2 separate regions of the Neogale vison genome follow, and region 2 is linked to region 1. A link is a contact called in public Hi-C data. All regions are on one chromosome and are shown on one strand. The core of a region is the stretch at or near the end of the contact, and the rest is flanking DNA. Distances in the headings are between cores, read along the strand shown.

Region 1 (4,010 bases), core at 1,040-3,539:
TCTCAAGTAGTAGTTTTACACTTTTCTAAAAAAAGTCACCCTCCTTCTAGTATATTTGGGGAAAAAAGTGAAGGCTGTTTCACACCAGTTTTATGTGCCAATGGCCGTAGTCCTCTCCATTAGATGCTACACCCTGCCTTGGCATAGCACCAGCTAAGGGGTGAGTGAGGCCAGGCCCTCTCCTTCTGCTGTCCACACGGTCATCACACAGAGTGAACAAGTGTCCTGGTTTTGACAGAAGGGTTGAGGTGACTACATTCACTCAACTACTTCTTGTTGAGAACCTACTATGTGCCAGTTATTACAGTAGGTGCTGCTGGGGTACAAGAGTAAAGAGACAGACATGCCCTTCGTAAGTCTTAGGATACAGCGGGGAAAGGGTCATTAGAAAAATTAACACCCAAATCTGTAATTTTAACTTGAGACAATGTAAAATGAAGGAAAAGGAGAGGGTATGTTGAGATAGAATAACAGAGACTATTTGGATGGGGATGAAAAGAGGTGTTAGAAAAGGCCCCCTAAGGTAGGATATTTAAGGAGAATATCCCTACCTTATATTCAGACATGGGGGAATTAATAGGAGCAATTCAAGGAAAAATGAGGGGAAGAGGAAAAAAAAAGAGGCTGGCAGGGGGAGAAGGTATTCCCCATAAGGGGAGCAATTTATGCAAAGGCCCTGAGGTCAGAAATAACTTGGGACATATTATTCTCAAAAATAATTTGAGAAGTGTGGTTTCAGGAATGAGAGGTGAAAAACTAAAGATTAGAAGTGTTAAGAGATTAAAACTCTGCGGCATCTGGGTGGCTCCACTGGTTGAGCAACTGCCTTCCACTGGGGTCATGATCCTATAGTCCCAGGGATCCAGGCCCACATCAGGCTCCATGCTCAGAGGGGAGTCTGCTTCTCCCTCTGACCTTCCCCCTCTCATCCTCTCTTCCTCTCTCAAGATTTTATTTATTTATTTGACAGAGAGAAATCACAAGTAGTCGGAGAGGCAGGCAGAGAGAGAGAGAGAGAGGGAAGGAGGCTCCCCGCCGAGCAGAGAGCCCGACGCGGGACTCGATCCCAGGACCCTGAGATCACGACCCCTCTCTTCCTCTCTCAAATAAACAAAATGTTAAAAAATAAACAAATAAAAGATTAAAACTCTTTTTATGCCATTTGGTTCTGTAGGGAAGAGCCTTCAGAATGTAAACTGTACTCCGGAGCCATGGCCTGCTCAGTGTCCAAGCCCACATTCTGCACAGGCCTGCAGCCCGCACCCAACCCCTTTAGACACTTCTCTGGGCCACAGAAACCACCAAGATTATATTGGGTGTGTCTTCAATCTGTCCAACAACAGGTGTGTTGTTTCTAGTCCAGAAACCAGTACTGTGCTTACCTTCTAGAGCAGTGGTTCTCACATTTTTCCTGCAGGTAGTATTAAAACGGATTATTAGGGTCTGTTCTTCTGCCCCTCACGCTGCTCGTGCTCGATCGCGCTCTCCTCTGAAATAAATAAAATCTTAAAAGCAAACAAAGGATGACTAGACCCCACCTTCAGAGACTGATTCAGTAAGTTTACGGCGGGGCCCGCTAATTTGCGTTTCCAATATGTCCCCATCTGCTGCTGCCCCCCAGTCCGAACCGCAGTCCTAGAGAAAGAGGAATATTCAAGAAAGGTTCTGGAAGAATGGTTTGTACTTCGTTCTGGAAACTAGTCCAATACTTATGCTTAGACAGCAAAGGGCAGCACCGCAGGTAAGTCCTCCCTGGGGGCTGGTCCAAGAGGACAGGGTCTATAAGCACAGCCTAACAGAAGGGTAAGATCCACCTCAGCCCCACGGGAGAAGGGCAGGCATCCTGCTGGCTAAAGGAGAGCCAAGGAGATGCTCCAGGGAGTCTTTGGAAGCAGCCACTGAGCTGGACCTGGAGAGCGAGCTAGGATCCTCCATGTGGCCCTGTGGCTGGTTTAGGGATGGGGAACAGCATTCCACCTGCCGGCCTTCGTCCCTGTAAGCACAGCACCCATCAAGAAGGAAAGGTGATGCAGCGCTCCGCGGGCGCGCCGAGTCCCGCGTGTCTTACCGAGGGCGCCTGCGCAAACGTCTCCGGGACTTCCCCCGCCCTGGTGCAGGCTTACTGCGCAGGTGGGCAAAGGTGCCCGGCGCCGGGCGCCTGCTTCTGCTCAACGTGAGCAGCGCCGCCAGCGGCCGGCAGGGTACACTCTCCGCGGAGCCCGTCCACCTCCCGGTCGGCCTGCGCCTGCGCGGGGCTTCCGCCGCTCGGCGAAGCGGGAGCGCTCACCCACGGCTGCGCACTCGGACAAAGATGGCAACTGCGGCCCGGCTACGCTGCGGAGCGGCGGTTGCTGCTGCGGGGCTGCGTAGGCGGTAGGTGACGAGCTACGAGCTCCGCACCGGGGTACCGCTGGGCTTAGCAGAGCGGTCAGCCCCCTCACATGCCCCGTTGGGGCGGGGAGAAGTGCCCCTTACCGAGCTTTTGGGTCCGCCCCCGTCCCTGCCATTGGGGTTTCGCCCTGCGGAGGGCGGCTCTCCTTGAACCGGCTCGGCGCTCCGAGTTCGGGCGGGATCTGCAAGCGCCTCGTGGGAGGCTCTGAAACCCGGCGCGGAGTCGGGTTTGCAGAGGCCTGCAAAGCCAGGCTGCAGACACCCCACGGGGGAGCTGCTTTTTAAAATCGTGTGGCCCCTCCAGTGTTTCCATCCCGTGCATTCCCTCTGCTTTTTAAACACAAATCAGAATGTCTGCAGAGTGGGAGTGGATACCTCATCTCATTTCCTCCTTTTCTCTGTAGGCCCAGAAAGGGGACGCGACGTGTATGAGGTTACACAACGTTTAAGTGATGGAACTCTGATAAGAATCCAGACCCCTAGATTTCCTCGCCATCCCCTAAACCCACTCTGTTCTCTTGTTTCCCCCTCTTCTGTGCAAGCTGCCTTTGAGTCTGGCCTCCCGGCACTGACATCTGTCAGTGTTGGTTAGGTGATAAGGAATGATGACTTAAATAGGTACTGTACCTCGATTTTGCTTCTGGAACAAAAGGACAAAAGGGCCTAACAAGGTTTCACCTAGTGAATATTAAGGAGTTTCAGTGCAAATGATGCCCTTGAAATGTAAATGCATTAAGTTTGCTGGAAGATTTTTTTTGTTAGTCACCTCCTGGCCCCCTCTGTTAGATTTGGATAGATGTCTTACTGGAATAATGCAACTCACCATCACTATTTTGTCACTTTAAACCCATCTCTGTACCATATTCATCCATTCTGGGGCTTCTTCCTTAGGCTGAAGGGAAGAGAATACTGGTCTCCAGTGTATTTCCATATTCCAGTGTAGTCGAGATTTAGGCAGTGAGCTATAGATAAAAATGTTTTCCCCCTAAACCTTAAACTTCATTCAGTAATTAATTAGTGGGCACCTATCACATAATATTACTAGTAGCTAACATTTATGAACTCTTGCTCTAAGTGCTTGGCACTGTTTTAAGCACTTTACATGGATTATCTGGGTCCCTCTTTGGCCCAGTCTTAAAGGTAGCTGTGAATATTCATTGTAAAGTGGAGTAACTGAGGCCATCCTTCTGGCTGCTGAGGGTCACAGAAATGCAGATGCTCCTTTTCCTTAGGTTTTTGGAGATAAAAGTAATCAGAGAAAGTTTTTAAGTGATCATATGTATTTAAAATTCTTCAGTGACTTATGTGAAATGAAAATTGTAATGATAGCAGTGTATTTTAAATTGGATTTTGGGGTGCTTGGGTGGCTCAGTTGGTTAAGCATCTGGCTCTTGATCTTTGCTCAGGATCCTGACTTCCAAGCCCCGCATTGAGCTTCATGTTGGGTGTGGAGCCTACTTAAAAAAAAAAAGAAAAGAAAAAAACAACCTGGATTTTAAAGTAGTTTGCATCAGGTTTCTAAAATTTTTCACTACTGAATTTTTTTTCCTTTCCCTTTCCCCTTCTCCCTTCATTTTTAATTTGTCAAAGCCATGACAAAATAGCCAATCACTACTTCT
Region 2 (4,010 bases), core at 603-3,102, 190 kb before region 1:
GAACCTCTTCAAAAAAATCAGTCAAGATCAATAGATGTAGATAAAGATGGAGGTCAATGAATCTAATTCCCAATGAACTTTCCCATCTATTTTCAGGTCTATTCCAAACTTCCTCAAGACAAAATCTAACCTTTTAAGGAAAGTGCAGAGAACATGCCTCTGTGGGCTTTCTTTGAGGGAATGTTCTGGCAGGTGCTGCATTCCACCCTGGAGGTGGCTGCATGAATTCGTGAACAGAGGTGACAACATTGACTCCCTCTGGAAGAAAAAATGCTGTCTCTACATTTTGAAGCTTAACTTACAAAGGCACTACTTGAAAAAAGGAGGGGGAGGGGAAAAAGGAGGAGGAGGAGGGTGGGGGAAGGGAAGGGGAGGAGGAGGAAAGGAGAAGGAAGAGAGGAGGACGGAAAAGAGGAAGGAGAAGCAGCAGTCTCCGCTCAGTTCAACATTCAGATTAGAGAAGGCAAGAACCATTTTTTTTTTCCCCTGGAGTACCTCTCCGTCCTCTCCTCAAATGCCTATTGAAAAAGTTCTGGGATGAATTACAAGCCAAGAGTGCTGTCGCAGAATTAGGCAGAGCGGGTGGAAGTGAGAAATAACCTATATTCGGGTGGTTAGAAAAATCATGGATTTTTTGGGAAGCGGGGGCAGGGATTTGGAACTACTTTCAGCATCATCCATTAGGAAATCTAGGGAAGGAGAAGGGTACTAACCGGCTTTCCAAATCTTCTAAATTTGGCAGATGAAAATCACGTTGTCCACCTAGTGGACTTGGGCACTCAGGCGATATCTGTATGTTAAGTATCAAGGAGGAAATCTTGAAGTGAAAAAGAAATAAAGAAGATCAGCCTTGGGTTCTTGTGTGAGGGAAGATCTGTGAAGGTCAGGCCCATCCATAGCATCAGCAAAGGTGGAAGAATTTAGCGTCACTGTCAGCAGCCCAGTCCCGAAGTTTGGGATCAGAGCCAGCGATTTGGATCTGCTGGTACCCTAGAATTTGCCCTGCACACATCCCCTTAAGTTTCTCGGTTTGAGTCTCGCCTGTCAATTCTCAGACGAAACACTGTCTTGTTAAGCTTTCTCACAGCGCCTAGCTCAGAGCTGACCGCTGAGCAGTTCTCATTAACAAGTGGAGCAAAAACAGCTTTTGAGGTTGCGGGCAGAAGGGCACAGATTTCACTTCGGGTTGGCGTTCGGGTGTGGCCTTGTACCAACTGCCAGTGAAATTCTCCCGATCACCCCGTCTTCCACTTTCTGCCCAGGTGACGTCGGTAAGCTCCGCAGGACAGGCTAGGGGCTAAGAGGTTAAGCCGCGTCCTTCAGGTGTCAGCCTCGATCCTTTTGGAAACAACAACCCCCAGAATCCCTTGTGCAGGGAGGTCAAGCCGCAAATAAGATGGCCTCAAAAGGGTGGAACATGCAGCAGTTTCCGAGTCCCTGGCAGTCTCTTTACCGGATGTGTTTAAATAACCGAATCCCCACAAATGCACCACCCCACTAACCACCTTAGAGGCCAAGGAGGCCACCGCAGCCACCTCGCTCGCTCATTCAGGGGCATCCTGGGAGTTGTAGTCCAGCCGCTGGGTTTCGCCGAACTACCTTTCCCATGGTGCCATGCGGGCCGGGCGATAAGAGTTCTTTTCCAAAACTCTTTCCACACTGAGACACCCCCCTCCCGGGTCCCCTTCTCTCCAACGACTCCTTTTCGTCTGTCGCGACTGAGCGGCAGCAACAGGAGGGCTTCGGCCCGTCGCCGCGCCGTCCCGAGAGGCACTTCCGGCGGCGGTTCACTTCCTGGTTGGGTGGATGGAGCCGGGCGGGAGCGCGCGCGGGGGAGGGGCGGCGGGTCAGTCTCCGCTGGGCGCTCTGGGGATCAGCTGGCGGGCGGGCGGGCGCCGAACGCTGCCCCGGCTTTCGCTGCAGCGCCGCCTCTTCTCCGCGTCGCAGGCCGGCCCGGCGGCCGTGACAATGTTGCAGGGCTGGTAGCTGGGAGCCAGCCGCCGAGCCGTCTCAAGTGGGTGCCGCGGGGATGCTGCCTTTTGGGGCGGCGGGGAGACCCGGGAGGAGGGGGAGGCAGTGCCCGGCTCGGTCGGCGCTGGCCGTGGCGGCCGAATCCTTCCTTTTTCCGAGCCGCGGGCACAGGGGTCCCGGGCTCTGCCGGGTTTTCAGCCCCAGGGTTTTTCTTGCTAGGTAAATGCACGGAGCGTTTCCCCGGGATGATGGCTTTCGCTCTCTCTAGGACTCAGCGGTTGAATTCGTAAGTGTGTTACTGATTCATCCTCTCTCTCTTCTGTCATCACAGGTTTAAACTTACACGAATCGCTCTCTTGAGGAGGAGGGGACCGCGGCGCGATTGACACGCATATTCCTATAGGCATCCTCCCTCAGCCCCCACCCCCACGGCCGGATTCGGGTGGCTCCTCTCCGAGCTGAAATCTGAGAAGAAATCCTTGGATCTCTTGTTTTCTTTAAAAAAAAAAAAAAAAAAAAAATCCAGAAACCGTCGGTATTTTGCTTTACTGCTTCCTATTCGCAAGATGAAGAAGTTTTTCGACTCCCGGCGAGAGCAGGGCGGCTCTGGCCTGGGCTCCGGCTCCAGCGGAGGTGGGGGCAGCACCTCGGGCCTGGGCAGTGGCTACATCGGAAGGGTCTTTGGCATTGGGCGACAGCAGGTCACTGTGGACGAGGTGTTGGCGGAAGGTATGGTGGGACTCTTTCAGTGTGCCATGAATTAAAATCTTATGCTGATGCAGCAAGACTGGTTTCTAGTTGTTCAGTGTATGAATGGGTTTTGACCAATTGACCCTCCCTTCCCCCTCTCCTTGCTCAGTGAATCATTGTCCTTGAGAAATTTAAAACTGAGATTTGGAAGTGACAGGCTTGTGGGGTGGAAGAACGTTGCTGGAAATTGTTTACCTCGGTGGCCTTTCATTTTATTTCTTTAAAAATTGGCAAGCCAATTCTTGTCTGCCTCACTGAATTATAAGGATCAGATGAGAAAACGTATGTGTGGAAGTGTAAAGCTTCATATCAAATGAGGGTGCTGGGCTTGTCATCTTTCTTAAACTTGAAATTGTGATGTGAGGGCTGAAGGGTGGAGGTGGAGTAGCTTTAAGAAGAGAGAGGGGTTTCTCCTTCTACCCAACTTTCCCACTCCCAGGAGCAGGCATTGGAGGAAGAGAGGATTTTCAGAGAATGGGAATATGTTTTTCTAAGAGCCAAGGCTCTTGGTGGATTTGACTAGTTTTGTTTCCTGACCGAACTATAATCAGGTCCCCAGGATGTAGCCAAGATAACAGAAATTACACGAGATGAATGTGGTTATTTTGAAACCGGTCTACTAGGCCCCTCTGCCTCCTGTTTTAGTTTTTATTTTTATTTTTTAGCCGAAAGAATTACTTGAGAGTGGCATCTGATTTTTGTTTTTCCTCAATTGTAAAAGATATTATTTAGATCTGCTGTGTAAATTCTCTCCATGTGTGTTCATTTGTGTATCTATAGATATGTAAATATATATTTTTATCCCCCAGGCTTTCTGGAAATCTTTGCATGTATCTTTTGGTAACCTTAACCTCGACCTTCATAATTATGCCAGACTCCTTACTTTTCACAGCCCATTGCCTGCCTTGTGTGCTTTTATTTTTAATAAAAGCAGCAGTTTCCTAGGGATGAAGCTATTCAAACTAATTGGATGGGGCCAACCTACTGTAGGTTGTGTTATTGCTGAGAGGGGATGGGGGCGGGGAAGGGAGAGGCTTCTGTTAGGTCAGCATGGTGGTTTTGGGGTGGACAGTTTATAAACTGGAGAAGGAGCCTTTTTGCAAGCTCAGGTTGAAGCAAAGGTCCTAACCTGGGCCTGGGAGATGCCTGTCATGGTGATTGTTGCAGGCATGTGGGTTGAGATGAAGCAGCAGCTGTGTTTGGCTCTCAGCTTGTCCAAGTACTGGGTTCAACTTGGGCCCATTTTTCTGGGGTTAGGGTGAAAGCCTTTACTTTAAAAACGCTTAACA

What was found. A called contact is a pair of places that touch in the nucleus more often than the background predicts.
Region 2: a Hi-C map of muscle shows a contact between it and region 1, with 5 times the contacts expected there. The contact joins the promoter of AAK1 here to the promoter of NFU1 in region 1. A contact is called at or near these places in 2 of 3 Hi-C or Micro-C datasets (fibroblasts and muscle).

The regions. Positions count from the first base shown.
Region 1 is chr8:90,786,665-90,790,674 of ASM_NN_V1, reverse strand. It overlaps NFU1 (NFU1 iron-sulfur cluster scaffold homolog, mitochondrial), which reads left to right and starts at 2,289. Exons shown (of 8, transcript XM_044261291.1): 1 at 2,289-2,373. The coding sequence starts at 2,312. It overlaps LOC122914952 (a long non-coding RNA gene), which reads right to left and starts at 2,077. Exons shown (of 2, transcript XR_006385978.1): 1 at 1,383-2,077.
Region 2 is chr8:90,974,346-90,978,355 of ASM_NN_V1, reverse strand. AAK1 (AP2-associated protein kinase 1) reads left to right here and starts at 1,852. Exons shown (of 17, transcript XM_044261296.1): 1 at 1,852-2,014; 2 at 2,303-2,700. The coding sequence starts at 2,538.